Linked DNA regions of Mus musculus: region 1 is linked to region 2. A link is a contact called in public Hi-C data. All regions are on one chromosome and are shown on one strand. Each heading gives the region's core, a stretch centred on a gene start, on an enhancer-like site or on the middle of the called end of the contact. The rest is flanking DNA. Distances are from core to core; before and after follow the strand shown.

What was found. Hi-C and Micro-C count contacts between places; a contact is called where the count stands out from the background.
Region 1: a contact with region 2 is called in a Hi-C map of uterus. The contact joins two enhancer-like sites. A contact is called at or near these places in 1 of 484 Hi-C or Micro-C datasets (uterus) and 1 of 115 datasets of contacts at active chromatin or transcription factors (embryonic fibroblasts).

Annotation. Positions count from the first base shown.
Region 1 is chr3:81,750,313-81,753,351 of GRCm38.p6, reverse strand. No RefSeq gene overlaps it. Among named protein-coding and RNA genes, the nearest start is that of A830029E22Rik, 50 kb to the left of the region's middle. Within about 2 kb of position 1,286, at least 4 of the 459 cell types and tissues checked have an H3K27ac peak or open chromatin away from gene starts, as enhancers often do. A contact at or near this core is called in uterus, where this site is marked.
Region 2 is chr3:81,220,407-81,223,460 of GRCm38.p6, reverse strand. No RefSeq gene overlaps it. Among named protein-coding and RNA genes, the nearest start is that of Pdgfc, 190 kb to the right of the region's middle. Within about 2 kb of position 1,605, at least 4 of the 459 cell types and tissues checked have an H3K27ac peak or open chromatin away from gene starts, as enhancers often do. A contact at or near this core is called in uterus, where this site is marked.

The DNA.
Region 1 (3,039 bases), core at 37-2,536, 530 kb before region 2:
ATTCTTCTGAGTTTCAGGTTTGTCTGGTTGCAAAGTAAAGACAATAATTTCCGTTTTGCAGACTTTATTTAAAAAAAAAAAGCCAACCAATTTGGTGATGTAATGTCTGCAAAACACCTAGCAACATGCCTGTCATACAGAGAAGGTCCAAAAACGACGTGTTTTATAGCTGAGCACAGTGGCACATGCCTGTTATCTCAGCTCTGGAGAAGCAGGAGGAGGAATATCAAAGGTTAGAGTCTACATAAGATCATGCCATAAAATACATCTAAGTATACATATATACATATACACTATTTTTTAAAGAAACTATTTTATTATTCCCATGGGAACAAGTATAGACGTATCATGTTGAAATGATCAGTCTCAGGCAATTTAACAGTATCTAGAGGCCAATATCTCAGAAACACGTAGTTCAGAAAGCAGCATAAAGAAAGAAAAGAGACTTATAGTCACCTTGAGTGATGGACTACAAAGCTATGTCCAGGAGATGGCAACATGAGGTGAGACTCAAAACAAAGGCTTTTGGGGAAATATCCAGAACTAGCCAGGGTCAGCACAGGACTCTTAGTTTTGGTACCTTCATTTGGAATCGTCTTTCTCTCTGGCCTAGTTTGTGCTTGATAATTGCTCCTGAATTTTTTTGTTTGCTTAGAATGATAGTCTTCCTACCTTCAAAAAAATCTGTGAATAGGCTCTACATAAGAGCTTGCAACTTCTTGGTTCCGACAAAGGGGCAGAAGGAAACATGATATTCATTCCTGGGTTTGTTTATAAATTATTCTCAGGCCATGAAAATAACATGGTCATGAATTCATCATTTTAAGGAAATTCCTTTTGCTTGAAAATAGAGTATGTTTGGTCCCAGTACTAAGCATATAAATCCTTATGATTCCTTATTTGGAATTATCCTTCTGAGTTAAACTAGACCATAAAATGTTTAATGGGTCAGACCAAACATGAACAACACACTACTGCTATCCCCCCCAAAAAAGGGGGGGTGTTCTTACTGTGGTCTCTCAGGAGCAGCAAATAGTCTACTACAAAGTGAGTCAGGCATCTTAAACCTTTCTTACTTTTGATTCTTAATTTTGGATTGAGTTCAATGTCATGTTAACAATTAAATCTATTTTATGTTTTATTGATGCAATTCTCTCTATTGTAAATGATTTTCATTTATAAGATTCTGTTATGCTGAAGAGAACTTTTTATGCTGTCTTACCATCTGCTTTATAAAGAAGATAAATATGCAAAGCAGGGATGCCAGAAAAGCTGCCTGTGTGTGGTCTAGGGCCTGCTTAATGTAGAATCAGAGGCTTGGATTCAAGGTGCTTCCTCCCATCACCTCCAACAAGAGATTCTCCCACCTCTTCTTGCCTAGTTTTAATGCATACCGACTGTTGCTGTGCTGTTTATCATCATTTTTGAATCTCTATTATGTCCCTTATCAAAGGAACCCGAATTCTCAATTTTAACCAGAAATGAATGATTCCCAGATATTCAAAGCATTACTGTAAGTTCTAACATTCATCTGTGTGACCTGTCACAAAACAATCTTAGTGAACATTTCCAATGCCAGCAGAATCTTTAAGAATGAAAATGTAAATAAGACAGATACAGACCATGATACAGATCCTAGCTTTCCTGGATGTGTGTGTATGCACATGCTCTCAGGAACAAGAGGCTAAGTCTATGAGCAAAAAAGGCAGCGCATAGTGTGCTGCCATAAACTCAAATGCTATAAGAATCTTAAAAATAAGAGAGGATATTCATCTTCCAAAGCATCTGCTTGCTAAAGAGAGGGATGAGGTAAAGAGATGTGTACTTAATTTGTTTTCATATAACTTTCGCAGAGCACACAGGGTTTGAAGTTTTACTGTTGGAACCAGGCTGTGATCTCATTAACAGAAAACGGGTTTCTGCAGCCTTCTGGCTTACAAAGGTATATGGAAGACCAGGCAGTTAGCCCAAGGTGATCAAGGGACCAAACTTCCTCTTTTGAAGTCTTTTTGATTGTAGTGCATTAACAGCAAAACGTCAAAGACCAATGTTTTGTGTTTTATGATTCACATGCTGTATCCAGCCTTAGTTTCCATAGTGGTAATGTTATAAAGAGAATAATTTAGATGCTGCCAATTAAGGTTTGCAGATGAAATTTAATGTCCAAACCCTCAGCTGCCTATAAAGTGAGCTGGCAAAGTTTGGAGAGGCCTGTGGCTACTTTCTTTGAAGTTCAATTTGTTTTCCAGTGCATCTCAGAATTGAATTAAGTAGGCAACTGGCTTGGGATTATACTTTTAAAGGCAATATACTCTGTATCCAAATAATTTCTATTGGACAACATGCTTTTCAAATAGCAGGATGGAGTTATATTAGGTTAAAACTCCTTCAACACATTCCCTCACCACCCCTTTTACAAATAGACAGTCTCACATAATTGAACTGTAGAAGTGAATTGAACTTCCAAATTCACCTGGAATATGCTGTTTGTCCAATTTGAGATTTCTTGCGGTACAAAATCCCCATTGTACATGTTTGTCTCTTTGTCTTCATAAACTTTGGAGAAGAACGTTTAAAAGTTGCATTTTAATGAGGTGAGCAGAGACAAGAATTATAAAATCAGATTACAGGGAATCAATAAAAAGTCAGACTGCAAATGAAAACAAATGGGCTCCATTTGATCAAATAGCACACTGAACAAAGTTTTCACTCTGTAATCCAATTAGATGCTCAGATGTGAACACAATCTCCATGTGGAAGCTTGTGACACTTTTTCAACAAGAATGGGCAAATAAGTACAGGAACTGACCTATTAATTATGAGTCTATAAATGAATGCCTATGTTTTAATTTTGTAGATTAAAAAAATATACTGACAGTCTGGCTTTAGTTTCTAGCAAACATGCTTTGTAGTTTATTATGCAAATGCAGCACAAGGCAAATGTTCGGTTAGAGACATGAGGTCATCACACACATGCATCACTTGACCAGGAATGTGTGCCTCTCCACCCAGGCATCTCCTGTTTTTCTCCTGCTGAGT
Region 2 (3,054 bases), core at 356-2,855:
TTGTTGTTCCTGTTGTTTTGCGGGGTTTATCTGCATAGCCCTGGTTGCCCTGGAACATACTCTTTAGACCAGGCTGGCCTAGCACTCAGAGATCTAACTGCCTCTGCCCACAGAGTGCTGGGATTAAAGGTGTGAGCTACCACCAACTGGCTAATGTTGGTTTTCAAGTCTTTTCATTGTTTTTCAAAAGTATTATATTTATGTATAAGATCAGTTTTATTGTTTGAATATTGGAGGTCTATGCAGTGAGATACCATTTAAACAAACAACATAAACAGTCAGCAAGATTTTATCTACATACACATGTGTACATTAATAATAATTAAAGAAAAACAAAGGTAAACATATTATCATACTAAGAGTAAGGGGAGCCACAAAAACGAGGGCACCTGGGAGACCATGGAGTGGGGAATGGGAGCAGGGAAAGTGATGGAATTAGACAAAGCATTTTTCAAAGAGACAAATGAAGGGGAAAAAATCACTTCTACAGATTAATGCTCTGCATACAAGACAAGAAGAACACAAAGTATGCCCTAAGAGGAAATTTAGTCTAAAAAATTAACATGCTATCTAGACAGAATTTTGATGAACTAGAAACATTCAGTCAGAATCAAACAACTTAATTTCACTAATGCCTTGATGTTGTCCCAAGATTATACACAAATTAAAGTGTGGAAAACATTTTCTGCCATGAAGAAGAGGCCTGGATTTTTGAACATTCAGATAAAATGAGAGACCCTCGAAATTTTTGCTATTTTTATTGTTATTACTAACAAATTATGCACTTGTGCTCAGCTGTAATTTATTCATAATAAATTTTCCATTGGGCTAACCTCATCATGTATACCAAAGAACTCAACTCAGCAGTATATTCAAAAATAAGTTTACCTAGTAACAAATCACTTATGAGTAGAATCTTAACAGAAAAGCAGGATAGGAATATGTGACTATACATTCAGGCATTGTGATATGAACTACTCAACTAAGATATATATATATATATATATATATATATATATATAATGAAATGGATAAAAAGTTCATCACACAGTACTAACCAAAAGTACCAAGAGGGGACATTGACACTCTGACTCAAAATTTATTAAAGATGTCTGGAAAAAATTATTCAAGTGTTAACATGAAGAAATACATTATTAGATATTCACTTAAGATATTCTTCTTGAATTTGTTTTATCAGAGAAGGATTTTCTTATTAGTCTTCATGTTTGCACTAGATGCTGACATGAATTGTCACTTATAAGTTACTTGAAAAAACATATAGACTTTTGAAAGCTAATATAAAACTAAATTTTAAACCGAGAAATGACACAGTAGACGGCAGCTAATAGGTTGAGAGACTACTGAGGCCGTGTTCCAAGCAAGAATTCTTTTTCTATTTCTTCTATGTAAATCAGGATGATGTTTTCTGGGCCATGTGTCTTTCTTCTCGCCCTGTGGTGAAGAGATCTGCATTCTTAGGGGCGAGGACTTTGACAAGAGAAGATCCTTGACTTTAAGCATGTGAAAGTCAGGTGGCCACAGTGTTGGAGGCAAGGCCAGACCTGAGCAGAGGTTAAGATGCTTAAGCCTTTCTTGTACTCCCTGTCATCTCTCCCATAATTTCTCCCAAGCAGGCTCTGCTTTCTTTCTGAGTAATTATCTCTGACGTACATCTGGCAAGTTAATCCTTGAGAATCTTCCAGCAGTTCTGCAGGGAGTGGAGTTCACTAGATTCTTTTCAGCATCCTTGAACAGAACTTATATCTACACCGAAAGTGTTAGCCTATCTCCTTGCACAGACACTTATGGTGGCATTGATTTGTAGGGGCAGCTTTCAAAGGTACTAAAATAAAGTTAACTGCAGAGCTGATGAAATGATAGTATCTCGGAGAAACATGTTCTTTCCTGCTGTGTGGCCTCTTCCAATAGGCCAGGTTTGTTCTAGCCCATCACAGGATCAGCCTTATTCCCATTACCTTTTTCCAAAATACAGACATCAACAGATATTACATTACCTTCTAGCTTCCTTTACTGGCTACTTTATTGATTCATAACCTTGTTTGAATCAAGAGTTTTTCATCAGTTTTAGAAAACTAGCTCTGCGCCTTTTATCTTTATCATTCAACTTTATTTTTCTCTACCAAAATACATCTCCAGTGGGTGAGCTGACAGCATGGGTGAATTAGGTGGAAAAGGTAAAAACCCTCTAAAATTACAGAAATCTCAGGGAAAGAACCACAGTGAAGCAAGGGTCAGGGAAACAGAAACAAGAGTAACTTTTTGACTAAGCATCTGTACACAAATGCAAGGATATACCCAAAAGACAACATAAATCAAAACAGTGAAGGAATGCAAGGTACATGTTTATGACCACAACAGTAACAAAACTCAGGAGAGGCTGCAGACACAACATGGTTGATAAAGGGACACAGAACTAGGGTTTCTCTGTATAGCCTTGTCTGTCCTAGAACTCACTTTGTAGACCAGGCTGTCCTCGAACTCAGAAATCTGCCTGCCTCTGCCTCCTGAGTGCTGCGATTAAAGGCATGCGCCACCACACCCAGCTCTCAAGAATATCTTCTGTTACAACAAATGCCACAGGCTGACTGGATTCAACATCTTTGTTTGTTCTTCAAGCAACTTGAAAGGTTCATACAGAAAATTTCTTGAGCCCCAGGAACTCAATAGCAGTTGCTCATATATAAGAATAAAATGAAAGAAGTATTGGAGAAAGAGAGAGAGAGAGAGAGAGAGAGAGAGAGAGAGAGAGAGAGAGAGAGAGAGAGAGGAGAGAGAGAACCAAGAGAGCAATGCAGGAGTACCTGGGAGTAAATCAATAAAAATCTTCTGGACTTAGAGATATTACTTCGTGGCTAGAGCATTTTTTGCTCATGCAGAAGACAAACATTCATTTTCACAGAACTGAACTGATAACACAAAGCTGACTGTAATTCCAGCTTCACAGGATATGATACCTCTTCTGACATCTGTAGGCTCCTTCATGCTCATACACTACACATACACTAAGGCATACATATATACACATAATACATA